Regions from separate parts of the Oryctolagus cuniculus genome. Here region 1 is linked to region 2. A link is a contact called in public Micro-C data. All regions are on one chromosome and are shown on one strand. Each heading gives the region's core, a stretch centred on a gene start, on an enhancer-like site or on the middle of the called end of the contact. The rest is flanking DNA. Distances are from core to core; before and after follow the strand shown.

What was found. Hi-C and Micro-C count contacts between places; a contact is called where the count stands out from the background.
Region 1: a contact with region 2 is called in a Micro-C map of ear pinna, with 4 times the contacts expected there. The contact joins the enhancer-like site here to the promoter of MEF2D in region 2. A contact is called at or near these places in 3 of 6 Hi-C or Micro-C datasets (ear pinna, skin fibroblasts and an unstated tissue).

The regions. Positions count from the first base shown.
Region 1 is chr7:42,291,746-42,296,400 of mOryCun1.1, reverse strand. No RefSeq gene overlaps it. Among named protein-coding and RNA genes, the nearest start is that of MIR9-1, 36 kb to the left of the region's middle. Within about 2 kb of position 2,725, at least 7 of the 8 cell types and tissues checked have an H3K27ac peak or open chromatin away from gene starts, as enhancers often do. A contact at or near this core is called in ear pinna, where this site is marked.
Region 2 is chr7:42,254,658-42,259,211 of mOryCun1.1, reverse strand. It overlaps MEF2D (myocyte enhancer factor 2D), which reads right to left and starts at 2,901. Exons shown (of 13, transcript XM_070077525.1): 1 at 2,534-2,901.

The DNA.
Region 1 (4,655 bases), core at 1,476-3,975, 37 kb before region 2:
CCACCTCGGTCCAGAGCTCACCCATCCTCCTGAGCCCTCGCTGGTTCCAGGGTCTGGGGAAATTGGTAGCCATTTCAGTCTCCAAAAACCAGAACAAACACCTCCCTCCATCTCCCTGCTGCCCCCGGGGGCTCCATTGGGGGACTGGGAAGTGGGGCAGGTGCAGGAGGGGGCTTCCCAGACCAGCAACGTGGCCTGGCCAAGTCACTTCACCCTTTCCTTCTGGTCCTAGGCTAGGGGTCCCCAGCGTCCTCCCAGGGCACAGCTGATGAGAGGTGGGAGTGAATGGGACTTCCGTGGGACCACCCCAGATTGGTGGGTCCATTGACTTTGTTCCAGAACATTCTGGACCTTCCCAGCACACACATTCATGCTGTATTCACAACTACCTCAGAGGTACTCTGTAGTCAACGTTTGCCCAGACAGCCACTTCTACGCGGATGGCATTTCCGATCCTGAGGACCGAGGACCGTCAGCCAGCCGCTGTGCAGGGCACTCATTACTTGCACAGACAGCTCCTGTCCCCAGTAGACACCGAGCCGTCCGGAAGTGCGTCACTCATCCACTCAGCTTGTTTATGGACTGTGGTCTCTGCCACACTCTGGCACACTGCATATTTAGCTCAAGGTCCCCACAGGCCTTACATGACTTCTAAAAAATTATTATTAAAGATTTATTTATTTGAAAGAGTTACAGAGAGAGGACGGAGAGAGAGATCTTCCATCTGCTGGTTCACTCCCCAGATGGCTGTGATGGCCAGGGCTTGGCCAGGCTGAAGCCATGGAACCAGGAGCTTCTTCTGGGTCTCCATGTGAGTACACATGCTTGGGCCATCCTCCACTGCCCTCCCAGGCACACTAGCCTTGAACCGGTGCCCCTATGGGATGCTGGCACTGCAGGCAGTAGCTTAACCCACCGTGCTACAGTGCTGGCCTGTCCTTTAAATTATATTGCATACATAAAAAAGAACAATAATTTATATGTTACATACAGAAGCAAATGAATACCCATAGAGCTATTTACCCAATAACTAGAACATACCAATACCACCCTCCTGTGTGTTCTTTCCCACTCCATCCCAATCTCTATGCAAGGTAACTTTTTTTTTAAGATTTTTTTTTTTTATTAATTTGAAAGACAGAGTTACAGAGAGAGGCAGAGACAGAGAAAGAGGTCTTCCTCTCTCTCTGGTTCACTTCCCAGATAGTTGCAACAGCTGGAGCTGTGCTGATCTGAAGCCAGGAGTTTCTTCCAGGTCTCCCATGTGGATGTAGGGGCCCAAGGACTTGGGCCATCTTCTACTGCTTTCCCAGGCCATAGCAGAGAGCTGGATTGGAAGAGGAGCAGCTGGGGTTAGAACTGGCACCCATATGGGGCGCTTCGGGCCAGGGCTTTAACCCTCTGTGCCACAGCGCCGGTCTCCATATTTCTACATTTTGTGTTCATCAGTCTGTTGCCCTTTGAAAAGTTTTACACACATATCTAAACAATATTTGTTGAATTTCATTTGTTTTTGGACTTTATTTTTTTAAAAAATATTTATTTATTTGAAAGAATTACACACAGAGAGAGGAGAGGCAGAAAGAGAGGTCTTCCATCCCCTGGTTCACTCCCCAGTTGGCCGCAATGTCCGGAACTGAGCTGATCCAAAGCCAGGAGCCTGGAACTTCCTCTGGGTCTCCCACATAGGCACAGGGGCCCAAGGACTTGGGCCATCTTTCAGTGCTTTCCCAGGCCATAGCAGAGAGCTGGATCAGATGTGGAGCAGCCGGGACTCCAACGGGTGCCCATATGGGATGCCGGCACTGCAGACGGTGGCTTTACCTGCTAGGCCATGGCGCTGGCCCCTGTTTTTGGACTTTATAAAAATGGTTTTGGGGACAGGCATTTGGCCCGGAAGTTAAGCCACTGCTTGGGACACCCACGTGCCATATGGCAATGTCTGCTTCCAGCACAGGCTCTGCTCCCCACTCCAGCTCCTGAAGAGCAGGTGATGGCTCAAGTCCATGGGTGCCTGACGTCCACGTGGGAGGCTCCTGGCTTTGTCTTGGCCCAGCCCTGGCTTTTGTGGGGTATTTGGGGAGTGAATCAGAGATGGAAGATGTCTCTCCCTCTGAAAACCACTGCCTTTCAAATAAAATGAAAACAAGTAGAGATTTATTTAAAATGGTTCCAAACGTTTGCAGTGTTCCGGAATCTCTTTCACTTGGTATTACGTTCCTGAGATTTACCCACGCCAATTGCGTTCTTTGTACCCATTTCCCAAGCCTCATCACCTTCACGCGCAGATCACAGGAACACCAAGTGATCCTGCTGCTTCTGAATACCTCGAGCACTCACTATTAAAAAACCACACACAAAAAACCCCAGACAGTGCCTGCGCTTTTATCTTCGGCGTCATCAGCCGACCGGACGCAAGCTCCTTGGAGAAACAGACTGGGCGCCGGGCAGCCTGCGTTCAGGCTCACTTCACCGCGACAGGCAGCGCCACCTCCTTAATAACCCATGGAGGCGGTCTGGGGAGAACTCCCGGGACAGTGAACATTACACTGGGGACACTGCGAAGCGGCTGGCTGCGTGCGAGCACGTTCGTGACGCCCCGAAGGCCAGGCACCGCCATCCTTTCTTCTGGATCTTTCAGGCGCAGTCAGGGTCTGGGAAAGGCCAGGAGGAGAGAGGGCGCTGGCTCTCCCTCAAGTGGAGCAGGGAGGCGGAGGCGGTCTGACTCACGCCCGCGCGCCTTCGCCTCGGAGCCCGGAGCACAGGGGACTCAGCCAAAACTGGTCGCAAGGCTCCGTTTTTTCCCATATAGGGGGCTGTCTTTGTGTACGCATGCGCCCTGTGCAGGATGTGGTTGGCTGTTGACCCCATCTGTCATTGGAGCAGCCAATGGAGCGAGGCCTAGAATCTACTTCCCGCCCAACGACCGGAGGCGAAGGGAGTGGGTTGAGGTCTTTGTCCGCACCGTCGCCAGTGTGTGGACGAGCCGACCCGGCAGTCGGTGCCGGCGGCGTGCAGCGAGCTGGGAGTGTCGGCTGACCTGGCTGCAGTGTCCAGCAGGGAGGGAGGCGGGGAGGAGGGGGTCAGCGGCCCGGTAAAGGGCGGCGGGGCCCGCGCTTCTGGCGCAGTGTCCCAGGACCAGCTGCCAGTTCCCCGTGGCTGGAGCGCCCCCTGTGGGCCAGACCCTTGGCGAGGCGCTGGCCGGCCGGGCAGGGATTGGGCGCCCGAAGGTTGTGACAGCGGCGGGGACGGGCACCGAGGGCCGCGTGAGGGCAGGGCTTGCGGGCGCGAGCGCTCCTCTCGCCGCCTGGCCGGCGGCGTCACCGGCTTTTATTAGGCACGTGGTGGCCGATGCGCAGTAAACAGGAGTGACTCTGGGCGGCCACCCTGCGAAGGCGGGGACCGTACTTAGTGACCAAACAACTGCCTGAGTGAGGCCCTGGGAGCTGTGAACGCGGAGAAGCAAGTGCAAAGCACAGGGAACAAATGCAGGCCGGGCCCCCGGGCTGAGTTGAACCACACCCGGCAGGCCCCGCAGGGAGACTGGGAGCTTCCGAGATCCATCTCCTTGCAGGACGCGGGCTGTGGAGCCTGGGGTGGGGTCCCTGTGTCCCTTCCACATCCGCTGTTCCTGAAACGTTTCCACAGTCACAAGGCTGGAAAAGTTACTCAGCCCATGGGACTGGCGGGTGAGTCAGAAGAACATGAGCTGCAAGAGAACTCGTCTGGCCGCCTCCTTGGCTGAAACAGATACTACCCTTTGCTTCCCGCCTCCCAAGAACCTGCCTCTGGGATGCTGTTCGTCCATGGACCAATAGCTGAGCCCCATTCGCTAGTCCTGCAGCTGGAAGGTCGAGGAGAAGCTACAAAAAAGTCACACTTTTGAGTATATTTATTAAAAAAATAATAATAATCAGGGGCTGGCGCTGTGGCATAGTGGGCTAAGCCTCCACCTTTATCGCCAGCATCCCATGTGGGCGCCGGTTCTAGTCCGGGCTGCTTCTCTTCTGATCCAGCTCTCTGCTATGGCCTGGGAAAGCAGTGGAAGTGCTCAGGCCCTGCACCTGCATGGGAGACCTGGAAGAAGCTCCTGGCTTCGGATTGGCCCAGCCCTAGCCATTTTAGCTATTTGGGAGTGAACCAGTGGATGGAAGACTCTCTCTCTCTCTCTCTCTCTCTCTCTCTCTCTCTCTCTCGCTCCTTCTCTGTCAGTAACTCTACCTCTCAAGTAAATAAATAAAAAAAAATTTTTAAATCTCGTGTTCGTACCATTATAGAGTTTTTTTTTTTTTTTTTGACAGGCAGAGTGGACAGTGAGAGAGAGAGACAGAGAGAAAGGTCTTCCTTTGCCATTGGTTCACCCTCCAATGGCCGCCACGGCCGGCGCACAGCGCTGATCCGATGGCAGGAGCCAGGTGCTTCTCCTGGTCTCCCATGGGGTGCAGGGCCCAAGTACTTGGGCCATCCTCCACTGCACTCCCGGGCCACAGCAGAGAGCTGGCCTGGAAGAGGGGCAACCGGGACAGAATCCGGCGCCCCGACCAGGACTAGAACCCAGTGTGCCAGCGCCGCAAGGCGGAGGATTAGCCTAGTAAGCCGTGGCACCGGCCCACTGTAGAGTTTTCAAAGTGCACTTCCCCACGCATAATCTCATT
Region 2 (4,554 bases), core at 1,652-4,151:
GAAGAGGCCGCCGGACGGGCACCAGGCCAAGCCTCTCTGGGGGCAGGAGGGCCAGGGACAGCCGCAGCTTAGGCACCTCCCCAGGGCAGGGCCGCAACCAGTGAGGGCTTAACCCCAAAGCCTCCTCCCTCAGTCCTCTTCAGGGTCTAGGGCACACCCTCCTCAAGCCCCCCACCTGGGGGAGTCACCCTCTGCCTCCTCCTCCCCATCACACCTCCCAGGGAAGACCTAGAGGAAGACTGAAGAAAAAAAAAAAAAAACCCTACTGGAGAGAGATTATATAACAGCAGCCAGAGAGACTATGGTATCTCCCAGCCTATGAGAACAGTCAGCAGGCAGAAGCCAGCAGGGACAGAGCCTGGACGCCCAGGGCACCAGGCAGCTACACAGTGGGCTGGCCACTGGGCAGCACTTGCCACCTTCCAAGTCCTCAACCACTCTGTTGCCAGCACTGGGCACAGCACACACAAGCCCTGGCCCAACCCCCACCCCCATCCCCCAACACCAGAGCTAGGATGCTCTCCGACTAGGGCCTGCTTCTCCCCTTGGACCAGGCCTGCACAAACAAGGGCTGAATGTCTTCCTGGAGTCTCTCCCCACACCGAAGCTGTGCCTGAGTCAAAGGACGACAGTGCAGATGCAAACTTGCTGTGTGGTCTCAGGTAAAAAGCCCAACCTCTCTGGTCTATACAGTGTGTAAATTCAAGTTCCTTCCTTTCCCAGAGAAACCAGAGATCCCTTCCCTTACAGATGTACATGCACACACACACAAGGAAACACATGTAGGGTGCGTGGTGGGGGCAGGGGAGGTACAACAAAGAGAATGGGACCACTGAGCCTCAAGGTGCAGACGCCTGTGTAGGGAAAGCGCTTTCTGCAAGCCCCAGTGTCCCCCCAAGTGCCCCCTAGAACAGGTCCTCAGCCACTCCCACACTGGTCCCACCCCACCCCCACCTCCTGCTCAACACTCTGGGAAACCACAGGAAGGAAATTCATTCCCAGGCAGGCCAGGCCGTGGGAGCTGGGGCAGGCAAGCTAAGTCCTGGGGCGGGTGTGACCCGGGGGGCCGCATCTGTGAACACGGACATGTGCTTTTCAGGGCTCCCCTCGGCCCTTCCTGCTGGGGGTTTGGAAGGGAGTGGGAGGCGGACAGCAGCTCCCCAACTCCACAACACCCGGTCTCGTGCTGGCTTCGGCTCCCCTCCTATCTCCAGGCCAGAGCAGCCCAAGGTCACCGCCCCAGACGGCAAACTTCCCACAGTCCCGGCTGGCCCCCGAAACTGCTGCAAAGACCCAGAGGGAATGGAGGAGGCGGGCTTAGGCGCCACCCTCCCACCAAGGCCACCAGGGCTGAGGGACACTCACACTGGGGCTGGGCGCAGGAAAGGGGCGCACAGGATCTTGCCTGCTGCACCCTCCCCCAACCCATCAACAATGCACCAGGTGTAAGGGGAGGCAGGACAAACCTGGGATAACCCGGGAGGGCCCCCTCCCCCCAACACTGTGCCTAGACCCAGGAGCCCTCCTTCCAGGAGATCTGGGATCGCTGCTGAGTGGTCAGCCACAATCTCCAGGGGAAGGGGCCGCTTTTCCTCATCCCTGTGCAACCCACACCCAACAGGAAGGGGGCTGGCACTGGGGTGGGAGCCTATACACACCTTAGTCTCCCGGGCCCTCCCTCCCTGCCAAAACCCCGCCACACTCCCCAGACAGACCCCCACTGCCGGCCCAGTGCAGCCTGTCCTACAGGAGAGGGGGCTGGAGAACTCTTGCCCAGATGTTGAACAGCTGCAAACTTCTGGCCAGGGGCTTCTCCAGCGGGGGCTGCCGACGAGCCAGACCAGGGGTCGGGGAGCCGGGCGAGAAGGGTCCCGCGTGCCCACCTCCGCGGCGGCTCGGCGTTCCAACTCCACAGGCACCCGGCGAGCACGCCCCGGAGACACACGCTCACACACCCCAACCCACCACCCCGGTGTCATCTGAACAACATCCCCCTCCCTCCCCCGCTTCCCAAACAGCTGCGGCTCCCCCGCCCCCACCCTCCCGCCGCCCTCCCAGGCCCCCTTCTGCACCATTTCGGGCCAAGGAGGAGGGAACAGGCGGCGCGAGCAGGGAGAGGGAGGGAGGGCCGGCTGTTAAAATGTCAGTCGCTCCCGGCTGTCACCGGAGACCCCCTGTGAGGATGGTGCCCCTTCCCAGACCGCTCCAAGGCCGCGGGGACCCGCGGACACCCAGAGGCCGGCGCGCCCCCGACCCGCCGGTCCCCACCACGTACCTCCAGCACCCAAGGGAATCGCAGCCCACTCCACATGTCCCCCACAGCCGACTCCTAACACAAACAAACAGTCCGCCGCGCACTCCCCCACCGCCGCCACGCCACAGCACCGCCCGCCCCGCGACTTTCTCCCGGCCCAGGGGGCGACCGCATCCCACCCCTCGGGGGGACGGTCCGGACCACCCCCACCCCAGCCCCAGGACGGGGTGGGGGAGGGGGGCTCTTAAAGTGGCAGGCGCGTTATTTTTCTCTACTCACCAGCCCCGCTGGGGGAAAAGGGGTGTCACGGCAGGAAGGGGACAGTCTTCGCCCCTCGTCCGGGGGATCTTCAACACTGGGAAGCCGCAGCTCCGGGCGGAGGGAATAACAAATGAGGCCGGAGTCCGCGCGGGCCCTGGGCGGCGCCGGGGGGCCTGGGCCCCCGTCGTGGGCGCGGGGGCGGGCAGGCGGGCGGCGGGCAAGCGAAGGGACCGGGGCCGAGTGCCCGGGCCGCCTCGGCTGTTGTTGATATTTTGCTTCCTTCCTCCTTTCGGGCTCCAAAGGTAACTCCTCCAGCCCCCGGGAGTCGAGGCCGACGTAGGCACAGCTCAGCCTAGCTTGAGGGCTGAGTGGGGGGGAACGGGGGTGATGGACAGGCGGGGGGGCCAATGGGAGGAACTCGTGGGGGCGGAGGGGCGGGGCCGCGACGAGGGGCGGGGCCCGAGGCGCGGCCCCGCCCCCTTCTTCCCTCGGGCCGGCCCGGCCGGGTCTGCCCCCACCCCGCCGCCCTTCCAAGCTAGGCTGCAGCGCCAGGAGCGGCGGATCCCTCCGCCTGCCGGCGAGGAGAAAGAGCCAGAGACAGGCAAAGTAGGGAGGCGAGACCCAGAGGCCTGGCCGAGGGGTCGGCGCGTGCCCGCGGCGCGCCCTCCGAGCTCGCGGGACGGCCGCCCCCACCGCTGCTGCCCCGCGCTCGAGGGGGTCGGCCCCCGGGGAGGCCCTGCGGGCGGCGCGCACGCTGCCTCGGCTCCCCGCCCCCAGCCCCGGGAGAGTCGGGAGGTGGGAGTCTTAAGTGGAGAAATTCAGGGGAGACCGAGGAGGTGAGAGGCTGCCTTCTCCCCCACTTAGTGTGTGACAAAGCGCCGCTTAAAGCGCCACGCTCTCCTCTCGGGGGGTTACCTGGGGAGCGCAGCCGCTCCCTCTACCTGTGACAGCCCCCTCCCCTCTCTGGGCCTGGCTCGGCTGACGCCCAGCAATTTAAAGCGACAGCTCATAGTTCTTGGGTGACCTAATCTCCAGTGCCTGCGGGCTCCAGAGCACTGACTGCCGAAGGGGCAATTTAAAGGGGCGGCACCCTAACCACCCCCCACCTGCCACACAGGAAATACTCAGAAACATCTTATTAAAGATGTAGCAGTAGCTTTTAAAAATAATTTTTAAAAAAATTCCTGTTGGCCTCAGGGAGTGGTGAGTCTCGAAGTGTCCTCCGAGAGAGGGTGGGTGCCAGGCCGCTGGACAACTGGCCCATCAGCACCCCCCCCCCCAATTCCTGCGACTTCCAAGTCCTGCTTTCCACCTGGAGCTTGCGAAAATGCTTGAATTTGGCTTAGGTCTCAAAAGAGCCTTGCAGAACAGAGAGGTTCTCAGTCCCTCGCACACCCTGATTTCTATCTGGGTAGGTCTGATTTACTAGACAAAGGCTCAATTCTGGGTTAGTGCTGGAGAGACCAATATACACAGAGAGGCACCATGTCCTGGGGGTTAGAAGCCAGCTTTGCAGGCAGGCTGCCCTGGTGCCAGTCCTTGCCCCGCCACTTGTTAACTGTGAATACCTGCACATTATTTAACTTCCTCCACCTCATGATTCTCCCGGGGAACATGGAGCTGGTGATAAGACTACCTAACTCATAAATTGGGTGTGAAGAGTCAATTAGTTCATATAAGTAGATGGCTTCGCTGAGTGCACATGCTGCATTGTAATAACTAAGGGCTGGTTTGGAAGGACTCCTTCGGGTCCCTGGTAGCCCATGCAAGCAAGCCTCAGAGGAGAAGTTCAGAGGAATTATTCTGCAAATAGGTTGGAGCTTATCTTGTACTTCCTAAGACAGAAGGCCAGCAGGCTCCTGTTTCCTTGGCCTCAGTTTCCAACCCTTCTATTTGGCCTCTCCCTCAGGAAACCTGATTTATACAGTGTCCCCAGATGCAGCTTCTCAGCTCTCTGTTGGATCTGGGAGTCAGGGCACCAGGCAGGGCTAGCTTGCCCAAGACTCCGGGATAGGCAGCGGTCCTTCTTCCCCTTCCCC